Linked DNA regions of Mus musculus: region 2 is linked to region 1. A link is a contact called in public Hi-C data. All regions are on one chromosome and are shown on one strand. Each heading gives the region's core, a stretch centred on a gene start, on an enhancer-like site or on the middle of the called end of the contact. The rest is flanking DNA. Distances are from core to core; before and after follow the strand shown. Region 1 holds the start of Zfp217 (zinc finger protein 217). Region 2 overlaps Gm34403 (predicted gene, 34403).

What was found. A called contact is a pair of places that touch in the nucleus more often than the background predicts.
Region 2: a Hi-C map of DN3 thymocytes shows a contact between it and region 1, with 3 times the contacts expected there. The contact joins the enhancer-like site here to the promoter of Zfp217 in region 1. A contact is called at or near these places in 9 of 39 promoter capture datasets (the C10 cell line, the HPC-7 cell line, embryonic stem cells and 6 more), 1 of 15 datasets of contacts at CTCF or cohesin (CD8 T cells), 51 of 484 Hi-C or Micro-C datasets (the 63-12 cell line, B cells, CD4 T cells and 29 more), 26 of 115 datasets of contacts at active chromatin or transcription factors (the 230-238 cell line, CD8 T cells, the HPC-7 cell line and 16 more) and 3 of 9 other capture datasets (adipose tissue, liver and pancreatic islet).

Annotation. Positions count from the first base shown.
Region 1 is chr2:170,129,935-170,133,321 of GRCm38.p6, forward strand. It overlaps Zfp217 (zinc finger protein 217), which reads right to left and starts at 1,286. Exons shown (of 6, transcript NM_001033299.3): 1 at 1,114-1,286.
Region 2 is chr2:170,178,519-170,181,944 of GRCm38.p6, forward strand. The region is part of intron 2 of Gm34403 (predicted gene, 34403); the gene reads right to left. Among named protein-coding and RNA genes, the nearest start is that of Gm34403, 4.5 kb to the right of the region's middle. Within about 2 kb of position 1,678, at least 14 of the 459 cell types and tissues checked have an H3K27ac peak or open chromatin away from gene starts, as enhancers often do. A contact at or near this core is called in DN3 thymocytes, the G1E-ER4 cell line, the SCID.adh cell line and 1 more, where this site is marked.

The DNA of each region.
Region 1 (3,387 bases), core at 36-2,535:
ACTCTGGGAAAAGTAGTCAAGAAGGCTGTGGACGTTTTTCTCTTACAAAGAGAGGTGAAAGGCCCCCTGAGGCCCCTACCTAGTTGCCAGGCATGGCCAGCAGCTGTGGCTACCCTGCCTCCTCTTTTGTTGGCCTTAATCTCATGTCAAGTTATTCAACCACCTCAAAAGGGATGAAGACATAATTGAATCAACCTGAACTAAATCAGACCTAGGCCTCTTAAAACATACAACTTAATGGCTCCAACCCATCCCAAACCAGGAAACTGGCCACGGGATCCTGGGGTACACATGGTGCCCTACAGCCCTGGACCCCAAGCTGGTGCCCCTTAATCAACGCATGCTCAGGAATGCCTGTTTCTCAGAGAAAGAAACTAAGGCTCACAGGACACAGCCCTTAAGGTTGGGAACGACCACCCCGAGCCCCCGACCCAAACAATAAAAAGTTTAAAAGTTTCTACTACTGTGTGAGTGCGGACCGGCCCCCACTGGGGGTCCCAGAAGTGGGCCCCCGGGACTTCGGCTCACTTCAGGAAGCAAACCTTTCGGGAAAAATCCCCGCCCGCTGTCCCCACCCCCACCCTCCCCGCCCAAGAATGCGCTTCCCGTGCGCCGAGGGTCTGAGGCGGGGGCGCCCTTCACTGCGCGCCCGCTCGCGTTGAGGCTAAACTGAGGCGCACGGGGCGGCGCCCTCGGATGTGCGGTGCCGCCTCCCGCCAACCCGCACGAACTTCCCACGGGAGTTTGCGGGACGTTCTAAGTTTGGGAGTGAAACCGAACACCTTCCTTGGTTGGCAGGACGCAGCTCCCGCAGGGGCCCGGACCCCCGACGGCCACGCCGCGCCGGGCAGGCCATTGTCTCGGCCGTCCCTCCCAGCCCCACGCGCGGCCGCAGCCGTGGGGACGCGGCCCCGGCGCCCCTTTACCTGCGGCCGTCCGGCTGCACCGCCCAGCCGCGGGGCTGAAGGAGCGGCAGAGGCGGCGCGGCCTTTGTGCGTCTGCCGCTAGCCCCGACGGCGCGGGGACCGGGACGGGGCCGCGCCATGCCCGCCTCCCACGGCCGCGGGCGCCGGGACCCCCACCCCCACAGAGGCTCCGGGGGGCCGGGCTCACCTCCGGCGCGGGGCGAGGGAGCGGCGCGGGCGCCCCCTACTCGTCCGCGCGGGGACAGTGCAGGCGCGGGGTCCCTGCGCGGGCGGGCGGGCGGCCGGCGTCCGGCGGGGGGACTGTTGGGGCAGAAAGTGCTCGCAGCAGCTGTTGCGCCCTCCCCCCCGGCCGCGCCGCCTGACGCCCCGCCCCCGGCCACGCCCCCTCTGTGACCGCGCGTGTGCGCAAGCGCGTCCCCGACCCGCCCACCGCTGCGGGCCACGCCCCCCTCGGACCCCCCGAGGCGCGAGCCCCGCGGAGCGGCGCGCGCACCCCACTCCCACCCCGTGGGCTCCCGCGCACGCGCGCCCCGCGCCGTGTCCCGCCATCCGGCCTAACGTGGCGCGCTCGCGCCCGGGCGGTTCCAGTGACAGGTATTCTGGGGATGGAGGGGGGGGCTGCAAACGCAGCACGCAGGCGCACAGCCAGTCCTCCCTCGCCGCCTCCCCCTCCCTTGCAAGGTGCGCCCCGGGAGGGGAGGGAAGAGGAGGGGAGGGGCCGGTTGCCCAACTCCCCGGTCGCCCAGAATCACGAACAACAACAATAATAATAATAAAAATTTAAAAATAAACCAACCTTGCCACTGGCTTCGGGAGCTCACAGGATAGCGGTGTTCTGAGGTGTTGTGAAGGTTAACACTTTCAGAGAGTCAATGTGAGGAAGGTCCGAGACCTAAAAAGAATAAATTTTCTCTTAAATTGTTATCTTCAAAAAGCCTTTTTATTTCTTCCTTAACACCCTGGGCTTGTGTTTCTATTATAGTTTCATATCTGAATTTGGACTTGGTACCTAATAAATCTTAGTTTGCAGAGAAATTCATTTGAGTGAAACTAGGCTTAAAAGTGTGCTCAAAAACAAAAACCACACACTTCTTTATGCCCATCTCACTTAAAGCGTTTCCCTTCTGTTTTGTTCCTGACTCGTATTAAAGATGAAAGAAGATAAGACAGGAAAAGGTTTGACTCCAAAGGCCTGGGACTGATGTCCCGTTTTAAGCAAGCCCCAGGGAGGAACTATGGCGGCCACAATCACATCCAATAATTTTTCTGCTCCAAAATGCAAATGAACTCAAATGTAAAATAGATTTATTGCTTAACACCGAACAGTCAACTTGTTTGTTTCTTTTTCAAGCTGGCCCTCGGTGTATCAAAAAGTGGGAAAACATCAAGAAAAGCATACATACCCATTTCCTAAATCAAAAAGAAGCGTGGGGGTTGGGGGGGAACGGGACAAAAAAGAACCGACCGGAACTGGTAAGCAACGCAGTCCTTAATAAATAGGAAGAAGAATTCAAGAAGACAGCTTAGCAAGGGGCAAGAACCTGCCTTGTAGAATGTTTTTGCTGTCATTTTACATAGAACTACCAACCCACATATGGTCTCGTTAGTCTTTTTTTTCAAAGGAAGTGAATCAATTACTTACTCACAATTAATTAGCATCGCTGGAAGTAGATCCTTAAGCCAGCCCTGATTCTCATCCAAGCCCAGAAGATATTGATCATTTTTAGTACTAGGGTTCCTTTTCTCACCACAGATTAATATCTTTCTCTAAAGTATTATATTTACCCTATAAATATCATAAACTATAATATTTATAAGGTTAAAGCCTTATAAATATTCACGATCAAAACGCAACAGCTCAGCAAGCATTCATAAGCAGAAGACTTCATTTAACTTTGACCCCCCCAAATTAAAAAAAAAAAAAAAAAACGAGGGAGGGGAGCTTTGCTATAAAACAAAGAAAACTATGACCAAGTAAAGTGGATAGAGGTTGAGCTTCAGTCCCCATGTTAATGGATAACCTTTGCACTCTGAAGCCTTGAATACTGTAAACACAATAGCTGATAGTTAAAAACCCTAGTGTGGAGATGGGACAGAAAGGAAAGTCCAAACGTCTCAGCAGCAACAGGGAAACAATCAAATATTTTGACAAACAATCATTTGGCTAAGAACAATGAGACTCGGGCTCTCAGACCTTGTAGCTACTGAGTTATTTTCAGAGTAAAGGAAGAAAGGGAGGGGGGGGGCGGTTCTCCATGCCCTCACAAAGCCATACTCTGTTAAGCCATTTTGGCATCAGATGGTCTGTTACTGTTTCTCATCCCTCTCCTCCCACCACCACAAATAAGGGGGAGGGGGACTTACTATGTTGTAGCTCTTAAAATTGAAAGGGATTTGCCTTCCCTGATCTATCTGCTAAGAGGTTTGTATGAGATCCTGATGTCTGAGCAAAGAATTACAA
Region 2 (3,426 bases), core at 428-2,927, 49 kb after region 1:
TTGCTGGGATTTGAACTCAGGACCTCTGGAAGAGTATCAGTGCTCTTAACCGCTGAGCCATCTCTCCAGCCCAGTATGCAGAATTTTAAATGTCCAGAAAATTGTAGCTCCTTTTTTCTTTATGTAGTCAACAGGAAGGAGGAGGAAGAGGAAGAAGAAGAGGAAGAGGAGGAGGAAGAGGAGGAGGAGGAGGAGGAGAGCAGCAGCAGCAACAAGAACAACAACCCATGGACTAGGCATGGAATAGGAAGTAAGCATTCAGCCTTAGACACAGTGAAATGCATCTGGTCTCGGCTGGATGTGCTGCCTCAGGCCTGGGTGATCCTGGAACTCCAGGGTCTTGAGGTAGGAGGATCTGAGCAAGTTCAAAGCCAGCCTGGTGTACATAGCAAGAGCCCAGGCTGTTCTGGCCTAGATAGTGGCACCCTGTCTTTAGGGACAAAACAGTTCGGTCTCACAGAAATGATTTAAACTAGAATTCCTTAAACTTTCTATAGTTTCTGTAGAACATTCTATTTAGGGGCATAAATCAGTGGTTAGCAGAGCATACGGTAGCATGCTAGAGAGCTCGGGTTTGGTCTCCAGCATTACAAAAACAGAATCAAAGGAAACACGACACACGCAGACCTCGTTGTGTGGTAGTTTCATTTATGTAAGTATGTATTATACATATTCATGTTACACACATGAGTAAATACATATAAATATATATCACACATATATATACATGCATACACAGATACAACTATATAATACACATATATGCATTCACACATACACATGCACATATACAATGCATACAAAATTTATATGCTTAAATGGACAATTCAGGGAAGTTACTAAGAAAGCTGACTTGGAATCCGACACACTAAAAGCACCACCATTTTGAGTGTGAAACCATACAATTTCATTGATTTCTGTTCTTTAATTACGTAAGAAGATCGTTGAGGCCTGGAGAAGCTGTGTATCTTACCCTGGGATCTTTGAGACTTCCCCTCTGGTCATGCCATATAATTTTGCCCTTAACCTCAAGAGTTTCTGTGTCCTTATCGGTAGGTAAGACAGACTCTCAGGGATCGGGGATCTGGAGGCAGTGAAATGTGCAGGCTTTTGAAAGAGCAAGGTTTGGAGCAAAGAGAAGGAACATTTAAAAGTACATGAGGCTGGTGGAGACTCCAACTTGTGACCAGGGGATCACTCTGCTTGGGCTCTGGACAGCTTTTAAGTGTCTTTCACCAAAAGGCTAAGCTATGGGGGGTGGGGTTTCCTTCTCCGTGGACTCTGCACATTTTCCACCAGCCCCCAATCTCAGAAGAATAGGCTTGAACCCCTTCCTTCCACCCAATACCCCCAACTGCCAGCATCCTGCCTCCTCTAGTCTCCTCCTGCCTCCTCCTGCCTCCTCCAACCTCCTCTAGTCTCCTCCTGCCTCCTCCAACCTCCTCCTGCCTCCTCTTGCCTCCAGTCTCCTCCTGCCTCCTCTAGCCTCCTCTAGTCTCCTCCTGCCTCCTCCAGTCTCCTCCTGCCTCCTCTAGCCTCCTCTAGTCTCCTCCTGCCTCCTCCAGTCTCCTCTAGTCTCCTCCTGCCTCCTCTAGCCTCCTCTAGTCTCCTCCTGCCTCCTCCAGCCTCCTCCAGTCTCCTCCTGCCTCCATGGCTCCATTTCTCATTGCTCTGGGTATGGCCAGAGTGCGGCTGTTGTGCGTTTTGGAATTTCCTCTCCACTCCTTGTCATTTCAGGCTGTGTTTGAGTTAATGATTTATCCAGAGAGGGTTATTAAAATTGACTTCAGTCTCCGAAGAAAGGAGAGTCTGTCAAACCTACATCTTAAGACTAATTGGATACATTTTGCATGAATTGTGATTAATGCAAGGTAATTTCAGAGGATGGTTTATGCTAATTAATAAATCAATCACATTTGGCTCATCTCTGAAGAGATAACTCTACAAGAGTATTACAAACCTGCTCAGCACCAGGTCAGTGTTTGAGGTAGTTCTAATGGAAAGAATAAATATTATAATTCAGAAATGGTACCTAAGGTAGATCCTCTAAAAAAAAAAATCACAAGCTCAAGAAGGGAAACCAAGGGGGCTGGTGAGATGGCTCAGTGGGTAAGAGCACCCGACTGCTCTTCCGAAGGTCCAGAGTTCAAATCCCAGCAACCACATGGTGGCTCACAACCATCCGTAACAAGATCTGACGCCCTCTTCTGGAGTGTCTGAAGACAGCTACAGTGTATTTACATATGATCAATAAATAAATCTTAAAAAAAAAAGAAAAGAAAAGAAAAAAAATCAACCAAAAAAAAAAAAAAAAAAAAAAAAAAGAAGGGAAACCAAGTACAAGCTGCTTTTCTAACATATTCTTGCATCTTGGTTGACTTTACATCTACAACAAAGCTCTTGTTGCTAGGCAGGCCTGGGTGAGGTTGGAGCACTTCTCCACAAGCCACCAACAGAACCTAAGGAACAGATGAAAGCCACAGATCACTTGGAACAAAAACTGACAGGTGTGGTGGCGCACGCCTTTAATCCCAGCACTTGGGAGGCTGAGGCAGGCGGATTTCTGAGTTCAAGGTCAGCCTGGTCTACAGAGTGAGTTCCAGGACAGCCACAGCTATACAGAAAAACCCTGTCTTTTAAAAAAAAGCAACAACAGCAACAATAACAACAACAAAACTCTTAAAATGTGATCCGAGGGATGGCAAGATGGCTCAGAGGGCGAAGGCGCTTGGCACCAAGTCTGAAGACTTGTGTTCGGTAGAAGGCCAAGCTGACTCCTCCAACCTCCCCACCCACAGTGACACACAAGTGTCCTCATATACATGTCACGTGTACCCACACTACTAATGAATACAAAACATAGCAAAACAACTGATCTGAGAGGTTACAAATTGCATCCAAGTCCCAGAATGCTTAGAAAGCAAATGCAGGTGAAATGCAGGTGAAACAGGTCCCTTCCACGACCAAGTTCTAGGGAGTCAAAGACCACCATAATCACAGCTTCTACAGAGAGCAATGGCTTGTGCTTCTCCTGTCAGACTAGGAGGGACACACACCGTTCAACAGAAAGCAAGCAGAGTTCCTCGCTATCTAAACGGAGGGGTAGTCTAACTCAGGAAATGCACCCTTACAGACTGCCAGGACCAAGACAGCAGATGAGCAGAGCCGAGAGCATCTCACTGAAATCTCAGGCAGATTAATTAAACTCAACCCAGTTAAATAAGGGCCGCTTTCAGTTTTCGGCTCCGCATATTAGAAAAGCTTCTTCAGAGAAGAACAGGTATTTATCATGTCCAAAATACAAAAGAAGGGTAGAGCCTGGAGCCGGGCCCTTCTAGGGCGTCAGGACCTCACAAAACAATTGGAGAACAATCATGTCTTTTAGAATGTATGTATCAATGATGTCAGACCCAGGACCTTGTCCAC